Linked DNA regions of Macaca mulatta: region 1 is linked to region 2. A link is a contact called in public Hi-C data. All regions are on one chromosome and are shown on one strand. Each heading gives the region's core, a stretch centred on a gene start, on an enhancer-like site or on the middle of the called end of the contact. The rest is flanking DNA. Distances are from core to core; before and after follow the strand shown.

Evidence for each region. Hi-C and Micro-C count contacts between places; a contact is called where the count stands out from the background.
Region 1: a Hi-C map of liver shows a contact between it and region 2, with 1.6 times the contacts expected there. The contact joins the promoter of SLC25A23 here to the promoter of KHSRP in region 2. A contact is called at or near these places in 2 of 14 Hi-C or Micro-C datasets (fetal cortex germinal zone and liver).

What each region holds. Positions count from the first base shown.
Region 1 is chr19:7,338,453-7,341,413 of T2T-MMU8v2.0, reverse strand. It overlaps SLC25A23 (solute carrier family 25 member 23), which reads left to right and starts at 1,456. Exons shown (of 10, transcript NM_001257915.1): 1 at 1,456-1,737; 2 at 2,891-2,961. The coding sequence starts at 1,582. It overlaps LOC106994620 (a long non-coding RNA gene), which reads right to left. Exons shown (of 6, transcript XR_003725139.2): 1 at 2,770-2,961; 2 at 888-1,105; 3 at 450-570.
Region 2 is chr19:7,300,148-7,303,420 of T2T-MMU8v2.0, reverse strand. It overlaps KHSRP (KH-type splicing regulatory protein), which reads left to right and starts at 1,390. Exons shown (of 20, transcript XM_077979602.1): 1 at 1,390-1,748. The coding sequence starts at 1,500. It overlaps SLC25A41 (solute carrier family 25 member 41), which reads left to right. Exons shown (of 7, transcript XM_028839863.2): 7 at 1-171.

The DNA of each region.
Region 1 (2,961 bases), core at 207-2,706, 38 kb before region 2:
ACGGCTGGGTGCGGTGGCTCATGTCTATAATCCCAGCACTTTGGGAGGCCGAGGCGGATGGATCACGAGGTGAACAGTTCGAGACCAGCCTGGCCAACATGGTGAAACCCTGTCTCCACTAAAAATTAAAAAAATTAGCTGGGGCTGGTGGCGGGCGCCTGTAATCCCAGCTACTCGGGAGGTTGAGGCAGGAGAATCGTTTGAACCCGGGAGGCGGAGGTTGCAGTGAGCCGAGGTCGCGACATTGCACTCCAGCCTAAGCAACAACAGAGAAACTCCGTTTCAAAAAAAAAAAAAAAGGATTAATTTCTTCTAGGGGATAGAGTGATGGTTAAGGATCCCAGATCTCTTTAAACCCCTACTTTGCCCCTTAGTGGGCATCAGGACTGGGGAGAATGAGTTAACCTCCGTTTCCTTATCTGCAAAGTGCGAACGCCAGTACCACCTACCTTATAGGGTTTCGGCAACGACGACGCGAGAGGTGAGTAAAAGCCCTGGCATGTGCAACGCACTGAATCAAAGTGAGCTTTTGTTATTATTCGCTGTCAAGTGGTCTGGGCTGCCTTCCCCCTAATGGTGAATAGAGAAACTGCGCCTGAAACTAGTAGTAGGGACATTCCGCAGGTGCAGCGAGTGCTACAGGCTGGGGCCCCGCCTCCAGCGCTCGAACACTGGGATCCTCAACCCCGCGCCCGGGACATTGAGCCACCCCCTCCCCATGCCGCGCAGCGTCTCAATGCGGCCGCGGCCTCTTTAAGATCGCCTGGCAGGTGGTTGGACTGCGGGCAGGCGGCAGCCGGGGGTCCGCGGAGAGGCCCCGCCCAGGTGGGAGAAGAGGCGGGGCGGGCGGGCTCAGCCCAGGCGGCGCTGACCAATAGGAAACCGACCTTGCAGCCGCGCCGCGTGTTGATTTTCTGTTTCCCGGTCGGAGTGGGACAGAGAAAGGAGGCGCGCGGGCGGGAGGAAAGGACAGTGGGAGCGCATAGCGCCTGGATCTTCTGTTTCTGCGGCCGAGAGGAGAAGGTGTCCGGCGTGGGCGGGCAGAGAGAGAGCGAGATGTTGCAGGGTTCTTGCGTGCGTCTGGCAGAAGCGAGAACTTGAGTTCCTGAAGATTAGTGGGTGTGGCGGGGAGGTCAAGTGGAAGGGGATTATGAAACCCAATCCCCGACAGCTCTCTACCTTGCCCCCTTGGGCAAAGGGGAAAAGGGTAAACTGAGGCACGCAGAGGCGGAACTCTGAGACCACTGAGCTCCCTAGCCCCTCTTCCCAGAAAGAACTCTTGTGTTCCCTCGGCTGTGCAATACCAGACCATCCCAGACATTCCCTCCCCACGCCCCCAGCTCCGCCCTCGGTCCCCTCCCCCCAATGCGGGTCGGGGGAGGAGACGCAAGTTCTGGCGCGGGCGGCGACGGCTAGCAGTCACCACCTCCCGCAAGTGCCAGAGCCCAGCGGGCTGCACGGAGGCTGCGGAGCCGGCGGCCGCGGGAGCTGACCCTGCGGGGTCCCGGGGGGGAGGGGGAGCCGAGAAGCCCCCGCTGAGGCCGCCGCTGCCGGGCCTCCCCTCCCCCCCGGGCGGGCGCCATGCGGGGGAGCCCGGGTGACGCGGAGCGGCGGCAGCGCTGGGGTCGCCTGTTCGAGGAGCTGGACAGTAACAAGGATGGCCGCGTGGACGTGCACGAGTTGCGCCAGGGGCTGGCCAGGCTGGGCGGGGGCAACCCAGACCCCGGCGCCCAACAGGTACCCCCACTCCCGGGGACCTCCTCCCCTCCCGGCCCCGCCCGCTCGCGGTCACCTAAGCCCCGGAATGGGGCGGCCGGAGCCACCAGGGACTACCTGTGGCTAGACTCCAGGGTCTGTGTCTCTATCTCCTTCCCCCTACCCACTCGTGTTTGGCCTAACGGAATCGCTCAAGACAGGGCTGCCGAGGCCCCAAGTCTGCAGTTCCGCGACCAACACCCGATCCCCCTCCCTGGGAGCAGGGGGCGTCTGCCTGGGAAGAGATGGGGGCGCTTTCCTGCCCACTGCCCGGGACACACCCTCCTCCGGACTGCACAGCCCAAGACGTGCCCTGCTCCCACCTCCAGGAGACACACCCTCCATCCTCTGGGCACCTACTGCCCTGGCCTGCAGCTACCCCCCGTCCCTGTGTTTACATTCCCTGGCCTGCCCTTTCATGGGCTGTTCACGGGCCTGGCTCACTGTCCCGGGCTGCCCCAGCCAGGGACCCAATCCTATCTGCGGTCACCAGCAGCTGAAAATGCACCTATCACAAGGATTTGCCCCCCCGCCACCCCCACCTCCACCTTGCAGGCCCTTCCCACACCTGTAGCCCCAGATCGCCCTAAAACAACCACAGTGTCCCCGAGACCAGTCCAACCTCCCACTTCCCAACTGGGAAAAACCAAGGCCTCAGCCACTCCGCTTGGTTCTCTCCTACCCCACGTCACCCAGGGCTGCCTCCAAAGGGAACTCCTAGGACCCCCATGTGGACAGGGTTTTTTAAAGAGGCAGTTGGGTTCAACAGGAATGAGGTACCTAAAAAAAAAATAAAAACTAAAAACAAGAGACGGCTGGGAGGACAGGCTTTAGAGACGAGAACCCAAGGTTACCATTTCCTGGTTCTGTGACCTTGAACTGGTGGCTTGACCTTGCAGAGCCTCAGTTTGCTCACCAGGAAAACTAGACCACTCACACCCACGGCACAGACCTGTGGTGGCTGTAGGGATCTGACTGAGAAGCTAGCCGACTGAGGGAGAAGTGGGGTGATACCTTCTGTCCCCTTCCTCAAGGCACTGGGGGCTCTGGGCTCCTAAGGCATAAGGTGACGTGCGTCCCCTCCAGATCAGGAGCAGGTTGCTGGAGTCACCTCTGTCCCCTTTTCCTCTGCCAGGGTATCTCCTCTGAGGGTGACGCTGACCCAGATGGCGGGCTTGACCTGGAGGAATTTTCCCGCTACCTCCA
Region 2 (3,273 bases), core at 141-2,640:
GGTGGGTGGGGGGTGATGCTGCGTCAGAAGATTCCCGGGGCTCCCTCCCCACGGTGCAGCCTGAGACAAGAAACGTGGACTCCAGTCTGGCTCCTTGTGGGTCGTCCTGGCTCCAGGGCGAAATGGTGAACATGTCACACAACGAGGAATAAAGAGATGGTTTTTGTTGAACGTGTCTGGATACCTGGGCCTAGGAGTGGAACTGGGTGCATGAGATCCCTGGACCCAGTAGGGGAGCTGGGGACCTTGCGCCTCTGGGTACTGAATGGGAATTTGTGTCCAGGAGAGGAGGTGAGGACCCAGGATAGGAGCTTGAGGCTCTATTCCCAGGGCATTATGCGAAGGGAGTGAGGGGTGTGAAGTGAGGGGCTGTGATCCCTGGATCCCGGTTGTTGGAACGGCTCTGGACTCGGTAGGGGGGCTGGTTCCTTGAGTCCTGCAAGAGAACTGGACGCTCTAGATGGGGGGTCGAGAAAGAAGAGGGCCCAGGGGATCCCAGGTTTCCTGCTTTCCGGCCTCCCCACCCCCAGAAGCGGTCGATCTCTAACGCTTCAAGCGGGCCACGTGCCTGGCCTACCCAGCCAGGCTCCCAGGGAGCTAACCCAGACGTCAGGCCTGAGTTCGGGCAGCCGGTTGCCACCGCCCACGTCGGCTGCCATTCACTACAGCTCCCGCTAATCCCCTCTCGCTGTCTGGTGGCCGACCCCGCCCCAATGCAGCGGCACTTCCACTGGCTCCCACCAAAACTGGGCGCCTTGATTTCCTTCATTCCCATTTGTCCAGACCAGTGTCAGTCACCGAACACCCACCCATGTCGCTCAGCCATTGGTTTAGAAGTCAGGGCTAGAAAGGGATTCTGGTTAACAAGGGAAGCAATTAAAGTCCAAAGCCAACCTCATCACCCAGAACTCGTCAGGGATTGGATTAAATTCACTGCCCATCTTTACAAGCACCACCTCTCACGTGCATTCATTGGCTTCTGTCCACGACTATCAAGCCGAACGCCCACCCAGCCAGTCCATAGGAGTCTTTCACTAGGCCCTGCCTTACAGTCCACGTGACTCTTCAGAACCGTCAATCTAATTCTGAAGCCGCCCCGCGAATCTGGCACTCGCGTTTCATTGGGCCTCCTGCTTTCTCAGATCGCCTTCATTTGCCCGCCCAGCACCGGCAGCTCGCAGCTATTGCCTCTGAGAGCTGTCAGTCACTCTGAGCCTCCCGCCCACTGCCCCTCGTTGCATTCCGATTGGCCACCTCCTTCAGAGCTCGCGATTGGCGTCCGGGGTGCGGCGTCTGCCTCCCATTGGCCCGCAGGAGCCGTCCGTCACGCCGGCGGCGGGAGGGGGCCACCCTCTCCCCCCTCGTCGTCTTCCCAGCGGCTGGGTTCCCAGAGTGCTCCGCGGCCGTGTGGAGCGAGGCCTTGTTCCCGCGTTGAGCCGCCGCCGCCGCCGCCGCCTCCTCAGCTTCAGCCTCCGCGCCAGGCCCGGCCCCGCCGCGCCATGTCGGACTACAGCACGGGAGGACCCCCGCCCGGGCCGCCGCCACCCGCCGGCGGGGGCGGGGGAGCCGGGGGCGCCGGGGGAGGCCCTCCGCCGGGCCCGCCAGGCGCGGGGGACCGGGGCGGCGGCGGCCCTGGCGGCGGCGGCCCGGGCGGGGGGTCGGCCGGGGGCCCCTCTCAGCCACCCGGCGGAGGCGGCCCGGGAATCCGCAAGGACGCCTTCGCCGACGCCGTGCAGCGGGCCCGCCAGGTGAGGAGGCCGAGGGCCTGAGGGGCGCGCTCGCGCGCGCGCGCAGGCGGGGGAGGGGGCGGGGGTCACGTGCGCGCGCGCGCGCGGGGTCGCGGAGGGGGGGCCCGGGCCGTCGCGGGGTCACGTGGGCGGTAGGCGGGGGCCTGGCCCTCCCGCTGCGCCTCGAGTGGGCTCCCTGCGGGTGACCCCCCTGCAGGGGGTAGGGGCGCACTGGGGGTCACCAGGAGCGGCCCCTGGGTATGCAGGTGCCCCTGAGCTCCGGGACGCACTTTTGGGAGCCCCCGTTAGCCCCCCGCCTTAGGACATGCCTGGAGGCAGGGGTCCACCTTCCCGGGTGGAGAGTCTTTACTCTCCTCTCCATATCAGGGCAAAGGGCAGTGTTTGCCCCCAACTCTATCCCATTTCTGTTCCCTCCCTAGAAGGAAGGGACATTGTGGGGGTGGGAGGGACAGTCCTTGCTCTTGAGTCGGGAAAGTGGATGGGGACCTGTCTAGGACTGAGCACTTGTGCGAAATGGGGAAGACGAGCATGGGGACTGGCTTTTGGATGCTTTGGTGGCTTGAAAGCGTGGTCTGTCTCTCTGGGGGAAAGAAGGGAGGGTCTCCCACCACCGTGTATTAAGGCGTGATGACAACAAGGAAGTGTCACATGCTACTAGGACTGACCTCTCCAGCTCCATTTGCAGCCTCCTCATGGCCTGGAGGGTTGGTGGTCTGTAGAATGGGAGGACTTTGCAGCCTTTCGGGAAACCGACCGGCTCCTGGGCTGTCCCAATGCCTCCGGGGCTAGAGACTGGCTCCTCCCAAGGTGGGAGGTCCCGTTAGGTGAACGCCTGTGTTCTGGCCCTCTGTGGTCTCTGACTAACTCACCCTTGGAGTTGGGTGGGTTCTAGCGTGCACTTGGTCTTATTGCCCATGGAACCGTCTTGATTCTGGGGCAGCTTGAAGGGAGGGAGCTGGTGCTGTCAGTTGGTGGGGACAGGCCCCCTGTGGGCGTCCCATGAACTTTGGCTCTAGGGCAACATAGAAAAATGGAGACTGGTAGAAAGGAAGATTCTTAATATGATTTAGGTTTCTAAACCTGGACTCTGATCCTAAGTTTGCTGGGTTGAGGTTTCTTTAAAGTTGCTCTTCACGTGTCTGAGATGGAACTTGTGTCCCATAGAGTCCTGTTTTCGTTTTTTGTTTTGTTTCGTTTTTTGAGACCGAGTCGCACTCTCATCCAGGCAGGGGTGCAGTGGCGCGACCTCAGCTCACCACAGCCTCCACCTCTCCAGTTGAAGTGCTCCTCCTGCCTCAGCCTCCCGAGTAGCTGGGATTACAAGTGTGTACCGCCACACCCAGCTAATCTTTGTATTTTTAGTAGAGGTGGGATTTCACCATGTTGGCCAGGTTATCTCGAACTCCTCACTTGAAGTGATCTGCCAGCCTTGGCCTCCCAAAGTGCTGGGATTCCAGGCGTGAGCCACCGCGTCCAGCCATCCAAAGAATCTTCTGTTTTCTATTTTGGTCAAATGAGGATTTCA